2 separate regions of the Zea mays genome follow, and region 2 is linked to region 1. A link is a contact called in public Hi-C data. All regions are on one chromosome and are shown on one strand. Each heading gives the region's core, a stretch centred on a gene start, on an enhancer-like site or on the middle of the called end of the contact. The rest is flanking DNA. Distances are from core to core; before and after follow the strand shown. Region 1 holds the start of LOC100384592. Region 2 holds the start of LOC100502506 (Aluminum-activated malate transporter 9).

Region 1 (5,965 bases), core at 1,191-3,690:
TCGAACTCGGACGAGCCGAGTCGAGCTGGCTCCAGAGGCGAGCCCAGAATTTCAAGTATGAGTATTCAAAATTTTGGTAGAACATATTTTTTTTGACAATCTAAAATCACACTACTGTACTGTATGATCGGTTGAACGGTACAGAAATAAAGAATGCTAGTGAAAACCAAAGTTTAGACAAAATAGCTGTAAAATAGTATGATTTTATGCTTTTTATAATATTTTAGCTTATATACATAATATATATATATATATATATATATATATATATATATATATATATATATATATATATATTTGTTTTGCCAAAAATAATGAGTATTCAATTGAATACCCTTGTTTGCATATAGACCCGCCACTGGCTGGCTCGTTATCTACCCCTAATCAAGAGCCGAGAGTAGAATGCTGGTTAGATATCCTTCCACCACAATCTACTCTACGTATCAACTACTCTATTTATTTTGTAGTGATTTGTTTTATCACTCAAAGTCGTTTGAGCGTGGCTAAAAATTTTACATTTTCGAATAAATATTTTGAATAAGACGAGTGATTAAAGGTTTTTTAAAAAGTCAACGGCGTCATATATTTATGAATGAATGTAGTACTAAATAACTGCTGGAGAAACAATACTTCCAAATGGGCCATTTAGTTTACCTGTGTCACTGATCTTTCTTATTGCCATGTTCATAGCATCTGCAACATAAATGTTGCCCCTATCATCCACAGTGAACCCCTTAGGATGGTTCATCCTCGCTTCTCGCAGTCTTCCATCAACATGGCCAGATAAACCTTCTGGAGAACCAGCAAGGAGCTTTGGTCTGCTATCTGCATTGTTGAATCCAATTTCAGAAGATCCATCAGATTCTGATTGCTTGGATATAATCTGGGAAGCATCTCATGCTAAAAAAACATGAATGGCAACTTCATCACTATCCTAAAATAAAAGTCGTCTTGTTGCAGTGAGGGAAGTGAGACTGACATAGCATTTGCTCATAGTGGAGGTACAGTGTAAAATTTCCAATTGTACCTACCTTTAGTGACATGAGATGAGACAGGAGATATTGCTAACAATTTAAGGGAACCAAATCATAGAAACATTTTTCCTAGTGAAGAGGTCTATTTGCTCAACTTCTGATATGTGAAACAGGAAGTAAGGGAGCTGATTTCTCATATGCCTGATTTTGAAGGGTTTTTCAGGCGATGATAGCAGCCATTAGGTCTTAGATGTCGTTTGATTCATATATTTGTAACGTGAACAGTAATCGATAACGTTAAACCATGTTTGTTTAAATCCAACAGTAATCAGATACCACACTAGAAACTAATACCGTCATATCCAAACTTGTTACCGCTGGTAATCGAACGTGAATCATTACCGTTGCTATTTATGTTACATTTGGTGAACTAAACAACACCTTAAGTCTAACCATCTAGAAAACCAGCACTATACATCTACTTTCTCTTCTCAATCCTTGATTCCAGGCACCTGTGCTATAGGAAACGTGAGGAAGTAAACCAGCACATCAACAAAGGGAAGTGAAGGAGAAAAAAAAACCTGCACGAGAACGATGGTTCCATAAACATGGGGAACGATCGCAAACAGCTATTATTTCATATTGTCCATACTATAGCAATGAACAAAATAGTAGGCATTTCGCAATCGAGGAACAGCGCTTGATGAAGTCAGCATGCAACATCAGCCCCTACCAACCACCACCAATAACTCCCTCCCTAACTACTCACATCACCGAGGGAAGCATCATCGAGGGAAGCAGAATCCCATGAAGACTGGAAAACCTGAAAAGGACAGGGAGTGGTCGGAGGCAGAGCGTGCTCACATGGTGACAACGGCAGCTGGACCCTGTAGATGTTGCTGTTGATGGAGTCGAGCAGGAGGAGGTCGCCGGCGCGGTTGATCTGGGCGGCGTGCGGCTCGATCCCCAGCTTGCTGCCGTCGAACACCGTGTCCACCGCGTACCCGCCCTCGTACCGCACCATGGACCGCCCCGCCACGGACGCCGTCGCTGCCGCCGACACCGCCAGAGACCGGAAGAGCAGGCACACCCGGTGAGGAAACAAGAATCAGAGAGGGAAAAGACGACGCCACGGTCCGGCGATTACCCGTCTTGGTGGCGGCCGATTTGAGCGACCACAGCTGCTTGGCCACCGCCGACGCCGTGGTGGACAGGAGCCTGCCCGCAAGCCCTGCCATCCGACGTGGAATAAGACTAATCAGCAAAGGAAGCGCAGCGAACGAGACGGTGGGGCCGCAGAAGGAGCTCACTTGCGGGGTACGAGGACGTGGCGAACGCGGATGGGAAGAAGGCGCCGAACAGGAGTGCGGCGGCCAGGAGCGCCACTCGCCCTGGCGCCGCCATAGCAACCATTTGCTTACTTGCTCTGCCTCTGGGCTGACAGAGTAATGCAAGAACCAAGAGCCGAGAGAGGGAGGAGCTTGCAGGGGGGGAGTGGTGCCTGTGCTTATGGTGAAGGGAAACGTGAAGAGGGCGAGGAGGCCATTTGGGGACAAAGTAAAGAAGGTTCAGAAAGCACCAAGGATGCGGCCTCTTTTGGGGCCCGGCATTTCCCGCTCGCCGTCGCTGGGTGGAAAAGGAGGGAAGAGAGACGCAAGAGGGAGACAGAGAAGGCGTATAAGCGACGAGGGAGGGAAGAGTGACGAGAGAGACGACGAGGGGTCTGCTTAACGAGCACATTTTATCATTTTATCCGCGTGTCCATAGCTAAAAACCCTATATGGTGCAGATTTGAGTGAGTTTATAACCGTGGATACCGCTATGAATTTGATTTTCAATTCGATAGGTTTTTCCTCGTGGATATGAAAATGTTATACCCGTGCCGGTAAACCCACATACCCGTAATATATATATATATATATATATATATATATATATATATATATATATATATATATATATATATATATATATATATATATATATATAAAATTATAATTATAATTATATGCCCGCGAAAATACCTATGGATTTGTGGCACCCGCGGGTAGCGGATATGAGTAGCATATTGTACCCGTCATGTGTAACGGATACTGGTGTGGGTTTAATAGCAAACCCACGGATGCGGGTTTGAAAACCCTCTACCCACGGGTTTCAAACCCGTTGCCATCCCTATGTCTGCCGGTGACGCTCTCACCCGCTGGCCGCCACTGCTCTTATTACTCGCTATACCTGTACATGTGGGCTGGTGTGACGGGCACGACACAAGCCCACAAAAGCATATCACCAATTATGGGTCGTGTCGTGCCAGCACTGGGCTCAGCCGTCGGCCCACAGCACGACCCACAATTAGTTATGTATGCCAGACCAGCCCAAATAGCCTAGAATATCTTAGTGTGCCAGAACAGCCCATATACATACAACAATAATACATAAACATAAAGTATATAATATATAAAATGACCAATAGCTATTTTGTGGTTGTCACGTTATTACCTTTGGTCAGAAAGAAGAAAGACTACAACTAGCTCAGAAATAATATTTAGTTCTCTGTTCAATATTTAGTTGAGTACTATACAACCATAAGAAATACATATACAATGATCATCATCACTATCCCCGTCTTGCCTTCGAAGGCCCATTGAAGCTCTGGATTCTCCAAGTTGTGTTAGTCCTATGTGCTTTGACATGCCTTAGTTAAATACTAAGTCTATGTTTAGTGTGCTTCGATGGGCCTTAGTTAAATGGGTCGTGCCAGGCCGGCCCGTGGGTTTGACTTGAGGCCCAGGCACGGGCCACACATTGGGTCGTGCCAGACCCAGGCCCACAATTATGTTGGGTTATGCCTGGAATTGTGTGCTTTGAGTCGGTCTATTAGGCACAACACAAATGTACACCTATACTACTCGCCGCCTTGCCTTCGACTATACATGTCCAGATGGGTAAAATAGTGAGGTCTAAACATTTGAATAAGTTGCACACACCTATTATAATGTCTTTAGCACTTTGATTTGGTCTCCAACTTAGTTTCTTGAGAAAAGTGCCTTTTGACTTAGTTTGAGACAAAATAGGAATCATGGTGAAAAGATAAGAAAGATGTGAGTTTCCATGACTTAGTTCAATTGATTATACTCTAACAATGTTTGTCTACTCTAACAATGTTTGTCTATGTCGTAGGAAAGCTCCAAAGAACTGCCAAAACAAAGTGGAGAAGTTTAGCTCAAATGAGCTAAGTCTCGGCTGATCTAGGGCTCACCAGATCGGTCCGGTGGTACACCAGACCGAGTTACCAGAGAGCCCCTCAGGAGGCTTTGGGGGCCTAGCACATTGGAGCTTGCACCAGACCTCGACTACAAGAAAGAAGTTGTAACTAGGATTTTTTCTTTAAAAATCACCAGACCATGGTCCGGTGGTGCATCGAACCTCATGGGTAACGGCTACTTCGGGCTTTGACGAACAAACAATGGCTAGCTGACGTGTAAGACAGTTCGGTGCAAGGCAGTTATGGAAGCCACCAATCAGAATCCTGTAGTGTGTGCTACTTTACCTGGTCCGGTGCGTCATTGTGCAGAGCAGTTTTTGGAGGAAATAAGCAACGACTAGTTGGGGTTTTTGGGCTATAAATAGCCCCCCTAACCAGCCTACTTGACCACCCAACATTATTAAGAGCTACACATCACTCTGATTCATTTGTGTAGCACCGTCATTAGATTCTAGAGAGATTCTAGCACCTTTTTGAGTTGAGATAGACATCTTTTGAGTTGTGCTAGTGTTCTTGGTGTTGTGTTGTTGCATTTTGCTCTTGTGTTGTGTTCTACTTCTCTCTCTCTCTTACTATTCTTGGAGATTGTGCTCCCATCAAACTTGTGTACGGTTGCAAGAGACTTCGATCTATGGAGATCCTTGCGAGGAGATTATTTGATAAGGAAGACTGTGGGCTCAAGTTGATCATTTGATCACTTGAGAGGTGTTGAGTGCAACCATTGTCCTTTAGAACACCACAACATCGAGTAGGCAAGTATTTGAGGTTTGACCAAACCACCAAAAATCGTTGTGTCTTGTGTGCTCTATTCTTATTGTGATTTGTTCTTTCTCTCTACTCTAAAGTTCTTGATCTACACTTGAGTTTTTGCCCTTGGACTAGTTCGGAAATTAAGTTGGGCATCAAATGCAAGAACTTCCCCACCTCTTTTTATTCTCTTGGATCTTGGCTTTACACTAATCATTAGTTTGGATCCAACTTTGTTTTATGTTGTGATTATTTTAGGATCACCTATTCACTCCCCTCTAGGTGACTATCAAAGACAACAAACAAAATAAGAGAGAGGGAAAGAAAGGATAAGATAAAAATAGAAAATATAAAGGAGAGGCACATATATAAAGTCAATGGGATTCATTAAAAGACAGTTTAAATGAAGAGGATGAAAAAGTAGCAAGTATAGCCACTCAAAAGACATCCAACAAGTCAAGGCTATTCAATAATTTATCTAATGATGAAGATCTCTCCCCTCACATTTGTCTCATGGCTAAGGGTGGGAAGGTAAAATCCAAAACTCTCTCTATTGATAGCTCATCTAGTAAAGAATATAGTTGCAATGAATTTAGTGATGACGAAATGGTTAAATTTATTAGAAAGCTAGATGGCCAAAACAAACTCTTTATCTCTAAATTGATGGGTGAACTTGAAAGTGTTAAAGATGAGTTTGACACAATTGAAGAAACTTCGATTAAGCAAGGAGCTCTTTACATTGATAATAAAAAGATCTTGTTTTTGAAAGACGTGAAAAAGAAGCTTTACACAAGGTGTTAGCCAAAGAGCAAGAGAAACATGCTATCATGAAGAGAAAATATAATGAACATAAGCAAAAAATATTGTAATATTGATGAGGAATACATTGGGTTGAAATTCATTTGAATGCTCTACATGCTATCTGTTAAAAAACATTCTAAAAAAGAGATATATCAGTTTCTTATTCAAATAATAAAGTTTG
Region 2 (5,965 bases), core at 1,773-4,272, 250 kb before region 1:
TTCCTGTCCCACTCTTTGAATCTCTGCAGAAAATACTCTTCTGCTTTCTGGTGGTGCCTAATGTCCATAATATATTTGTTTAGAAAAAAAAAGAAGAATCTCAACAGTTCGTTGTTGACATTAAATGGACAAACCTGAATTTCTGAAAGAATGCAACCATGTAATGCCATTACTGCAAAGGAACAGTGCCTCAATGCTCCACTAACTTTGGTGAAGCTCCTCCAAGGATAGTTCATTGTTTTGTAAGGCCCATGGGGTGGCTCCCATATAGCAAAGCCAAGCTGAAAACATACTAGAAATTAGCTAATCAAATTCATCAAAATACACATGGCAGACTGTTGATTGTTGAATATGGAACAAGCACAAACCAGGGTTTCTTCCTGTGCTGATGCCTCAACAGCTGCCCTGTACCCACTATATACAGGATCATCAGATGCTTGATACACAAGTATTTTTGAAGGAATCCTTTCATATTCCATGCATCTCAGATATCCATCAACACAACCTAGAGCAAATGTTCAACGAACCATATCGAGCATATAAGACCTTGATGTCATTAGTTTGGTAGATTTGGCAAGAAATAAACAAATCAGATGCACGTATAATCGATAGCCAGTTGACCAAGGACACGAAAAAATAACATTTCCAACATTGGAAATACTCTGAATTTTGAGCAGGATGCAAGGTCATACCTTCCAAGGATTTTGCAACACCAGTGAAATTCTTTGCTATCAAGTTATGCAAATCCTCTCCCGCCCAGATTGGGTAGATGCCTACATTGATTCCAAGACTGACAGCAGCACCAATAGCAATCAATATAAATCTGCTTGTAGCTGTATCAGTGAATTTCCCAGTGTTGTACCCAGAGACCATAACGTAACAGAATGTCAACAAGAACACACGGAATCCATACTCATACGGCTTCATCTTCGGATGTAGCTTTGTCAATGTTGTGAAAAAGGCTACCAATATAAACAAGGAAAATTGCACTTTAGATATATTCATAGGCCGCTTTGAGAGAGAAAAAAAATCGATTGCTCTCAGAATGTAAGTGCTTACCAACAATAAGGATGCTTGTTATAAGAATAACTTCCTCCAGTTTTCCCAGGTGTTTGGACAATTCTGCAACTACTAGAGCAAAAGCTCCTGCGGTTAGTGTCCCCAATCCCCGATTAAACCCTTTGCTTAAGGTTGCACCTGCATCACAGCACTGATTCGAATCAATTACAGAATATGTGAAAAAAGACAGACCCAGCGCCAGAGGATCTAACATAAGTGGGGGTCTGTGGAAGGGATAAAACAAGGCAAACCTTCCCCTCCAAATACAGAGAGGCTGTCGTATGAACAAATGAATTTGCAGGTGTGCACAGCAAATGGAATCATCTTCTCCAGGTTGAAAACTTACTGTGTAAGGGTCTAAGTAGTAGTGCTAAGCAAAAAAGAAAAAAAGCAAGTACCTTAATAGACCAGTGACAAAAACGAAAGGTATAAAAAAAGGACAGCTTCCTTAGTGGCACATAAAAAGAAGCAATTGTCTATGTTTTTTTTAACTTTCTGCATCACAGAAACAACCTACAACATTTAACAACCAATCTTACATTTTCTTCCAAAATTTATTTCTTTAGTCCATTTGAGTAGTCATTGTTTTCTGAGCTCTTACATTAGACCTACACAAAAAGGGTTTCCAAATAACTTTGATGATACCCTTTCTTTAATAAGAAATTGTGACTGAATTAAAGTTTAAGGTATGATAGTTTGGACTTTGAAGATGTCTCAAGAAGCATCTGCCCTAAATTTTTAAGAAGTTGTGGTCCATCATCATTATAAATGTAGTTTAAAAGTTACACATCCCACTGCACACAGGTTTGAAATAAAATATGCCAGCCAACAGCATAAACTACGCAAGCATAATTTCTTAATCCATCTACCACCTGGTCTTCAGCAATGTCAAAAGCCGCTCTATCACCAGGTCTTCGACAATGCCAAAAAACAGGGGGCCACGTTCAACAGATGGACAAAATGGAAGACGAGTTTTCCTGTCTCTGCACGGAACAACTGATTTGCTCGGTCACCTAAAAGTGGACCCGTGTTGTACATTGCTGGGACTACAAACCTAACATCTCTAGTATCATTACCCAAAAAGAAGAGATCTCACAATGACATTTTTGAACTGGCAGGCCCGCATAATTTTGAATGCAACGGCAGTTGCTGATCTGCAGATCAGATGAAGATTGGACGGAACTGTTTATTCACCGCTTCGATTTAATACTATATTACTATATATATATGGACATGCTCCAAGAACTGATGTGTCGGAACAGAGACGAGGGCAGCACAAAGATGACAGCAAAAGTTGAAGGCACGCAAGAGATTTGACAAAAAGGAAGGAATTCCAATGAAGACTGAACAGTAGAAGGACCATAGCAAAGGCGACACCTTGAATCTAACCCAAGCAAACCCAGAGAAGTAAAAGGCGGCGCGCACCGATGCTGAACTCGAAGACGACGACGACGGTGAGGATTGCCCAGACGGAGTGGCTGACGATGTCGCGCGGCTCCCGGAGGAAGACGAGCAGCGAGATGAGGGCGAGCGCGAGCGCAACCTTCCCCGCGAACACGGGCTTCCGCGGATCGGCCCGCGCGAAGGCCCACAGCTCCGCCACCGCGCCGCACGCCGCCCCCCACCAGCGGGCAACAACGCCGCCAGCCCGCCGGAGCAGGCCCTCCTTGGGCAGCTGCTCCCCGTCCCCGGCGATGCCGCCCTGGGAGGTCGTCGGCAGGGTCCAGGCCGAGGAGAGCAGCGGCACCGCCGCCCCGCGCTGGTCCTCCAGCGTCGACCACAGCGACCCCAGTCGCGCCGGCGACGCCGGTGTTGCCGTCCGCGCGGCCGAGGCCACGGCCATTGAAGCGATCGGCGGAAGGTTACGGTTTACGGCCTTACGGGGGGATGGATCGGCCGGTGGGGCCTGCAGACGATCCCGAGCGAATCGCAGTACTGGGATTGTTTGGTCAGGAACTCAGGAGTCAGGACGCTCGGGTTTGGCTTCCCGGAGATGTGCAGACTGCAGAGAAGAGTGCAGTGCGCTGCTCTGTCTGCTTACCGTGGCTGCGACACCTCGACTGTTTGTATCGGGAAAATTGCTTTTTTTAGTTCGTTTGTCGGCTGAACAAAATACATCGTCATTTTCTCGCGCTGGCTCAGTTATTCACATGTTTTTTAGACCCAATAATTCTAAAATGTGACTTTTACCGTCTGCTGCTGCTTCGTTCTTGGCCACCCAATGGCTCCGAGTGGCATCGCTACAACCTCAAGAGAAAGGTGTAATACCCAAAATTCTATTTTAGAATTTATAAAGGGTTCTCTAGAAAGTTTGACTTAAAATACAAAAATGCATGTTAATAGATTCCTTCCTTTATAAAGTATATCTCTAATAAAATAAATAAATAACAAAAGAGTTTTGATTTATTAGAATGGATTACCCTCTTCAAGGGCTATATAAAATATTTTTTAATATGTTAAAAGCAACTCTTGATAAATATATTATATTAACGTTTTCTAGATTAGAGAAAAATTAATATTTAACTTTTTGATGTACTTCTGATCTGTATATGCATTTAAGAGTGATAAAGTTCTAAAATAAATAACGGGTGAGAATTTTATTTACATTAAATAAACGCATCTATATATATGAAGATAAATAAAATAAACCTTGCATCACATGTTGTTGTTTTGGTTGCTGCATGATAATCTTGTGAATCATAACTAAATGGAATTTGAATCCAAATTGCCACTTTGAAAGAGAGAAAACAAAACAGAAAATAAGTAAAAGAAATGGATGAAGCTTTCTTCTGCGTGGGCCAAATTCTCCTCGTCCCGACCTAGTATTGCCGCTTCCTCTCAAGCCCGTGTGCGGGCCCATTCTCCCCCATCACACCTGCACTGCGTGCGCGTGCATATCACTTTATAAGGTGTAACCATCTTTTGTTTTTGTCCTATAATATAAGGCATGTTCTCTCTAAGCATACGTACCTTAATGTAATAATATAGAGAGAATTAAATACATTTTTTGTCTTTAAACCAGAGATGGTTACATCTTATATATTGAGAGAGAGAGAGAGAGTAATGATCAGCACATATTAGTCCATAAATTTACATATGATCCCTACACTCTTCAAAAATTTAACCCGCAACCTTATTTTTACACCCGAGCCCTCACTTCTATTATTGTAGTTGCGCGCAAGTTCCTAGAATTTTTATATATGCCCCTGGAAGCTATTTCTAATATAAAATAAATACTAAAATAATTAGGAAACCTGTAAAATTCATATCTATGATGTTTTAACCCTGACTTGGTTCATTCGGGATGTGTTAGCTTCGTAATAAAACTGCCCATGCATTGAGGAGCATAAAGAATGCCACAATGAGTTTGTGAGAGGTGTAGATCGTCGTCTCCTAGTCAATTATGGTTGCAGAGGATCATTGTCATCATATGATGTAATTATTTAGCTATTTTGTTCAGAACCCCTATTATATAATAAAGATATGATATTGATTTCTGTACCATGAGTCATCATATGTGTGAGACTTGATCCTAGCACAAATTTGAGACGCGCCTAGATTTGCCCTTGAATCTGGGTGTGACACAAGGTACATGTCTTCAGAATTGCTTTGTAATATATCTCCATGTTGAGCACTAAAAGTGCCTGGCGGCGGATAGTCCACGGTCCGGACGGTCCGATGTAGCGGTGCGGACTGTCCGTGCGTGCGTAGAATCAGTTAGGGTTCCAGATTTCTTGCAGGATTTGTTATCTAAACCTACGGGATTAACTCGAGAACCGACTTGTAATGGGTCCAGACCTCCACCCTTTATATAGATGAAGGGGTACAACCGATTGAACCCCCCACAATCCATCCAATCAACTCTACTTATCATTTTTACCTTATGCATTAGGAGTAGCCCAAGTTTAGGCCTAGTTTAGCCTTCTTCTACCTTAAATCTTCACCTCTCTTCGGCTCTATGTCAACTAGAGGCATCTTGGGTGGCCTGCTAACCCGTAGGCACACCCTAGGAACTCTCCTCCCTAGGCAGGGTGGTGGCTGAACAAATCAGCACTAGAGATCTAGTGTAAGAATACCTAGCCAACAGGGTGTCTCCAACGTTGAGTGAATGGAGTATACCGAAGCTGAAGGGAACAAGGAAGAAGAATGAACTTGTTCGATTGCCCTATCGCTTCAAATTTGAGAAACAATTCAAAGAGCCTTGCCAAGAGTGGTTAGAAATGATAGAAACTATGTGCAACAAAATTTTGGGTAATTATACCAAAAAAGAAGATCAACTGATGACTGCAGCCTTCGGCACCCGACCAAAACGAAGGTTGAATCAGGTAATGGACGCTTTAAACTTTGAATACCCTAACTATGAACGACTAAGCAAGGGTGTCGAAGGTCCAAAAAGAAAGAGGGTTGTCAGTGTTCTGAGCAGACAGGCTGCTAGGATGGTGAAAGAGGATGAAGAAGCTCTAAAAAAAGAGAAAATCCAATCCTGAGCCAAAGGTGACTATTTCGAAGAAGAGAAGGGCTACAACTCCGGAGCCAAAAACAGCTGAGATAGAAGAAACTCCTTCAACACCTTCTGCTGCTGAAGTAGAAGAAAATTTAAAGGTAATGACCGAATCCTTACCTATCAAGCTGCTAAGTCCACTAGGGCCGCAACTGACGAAGCTTTTACAGAAGAAGGACGATCCTTTGGCAGCGAAGAAGGTGGTTGGGCCAAAAAAGCGAAGGATTGTTACTGTTATGCAAGCTATTGAGGAAACGCCACCGCCGGCCTCAGCATCAAAAATAACTCCAGCTGCCAAAGTTGTTGCTTCTGCCGAAGCTGCAACTACCAAAGCTACCAACCTAGAGAGTACATTATCTGCTATCGATAAGGTGCTCTTGGATTTGGCTGCGGAGGAGACTGTTG

What was found. A called contact is a pair of places that touch in the nucleus more often than the background predicts.
Region 2: a Hi-C map of leaf shows a contact between it and region 1, with 6 times the contacts expected there. The contact joins the promoter of LOC100502506 here to the promoter of LOC100384592 in region 1. A contact is called at or near these places in 10 of 25 Hi-C or Micro-C datasets (bundle sheath, ear, endosperm and 3 more).

What each region holds. Positions count from the first base shown.
Region 1 is chr9:35,942,516-35,948,480 of Zm-B73-REFERENCE-NAM-5.0, forward strand. LOC100384592 reads right to left here and starts at 2,441. Exons shown (of 7, transcript NM_001397525.1): 1 at 2,285-2,441; 2 at 2,122-2,205; 3 at 1,839-2,024; 4 at 655-825. The coding sequence starts at 2,387.
Region 2 is chr9:35,695,302-35,701,266 of Zm-B73-REFERENCE-NAM-5.0, forward strand. It overlaps LOC100502506 (Aluminum-activated malate transporter 9), which reads right to left and starts at 3,023. Exons shown (of 6, transcript NM_001196984.1): 1 at 2,485-3,023; 2 at 1,060-1,197; 3 at 693-962; 4 at 369-505; 5 at 135-281; 6 at 1-57. The coding sequence starts at 2,902.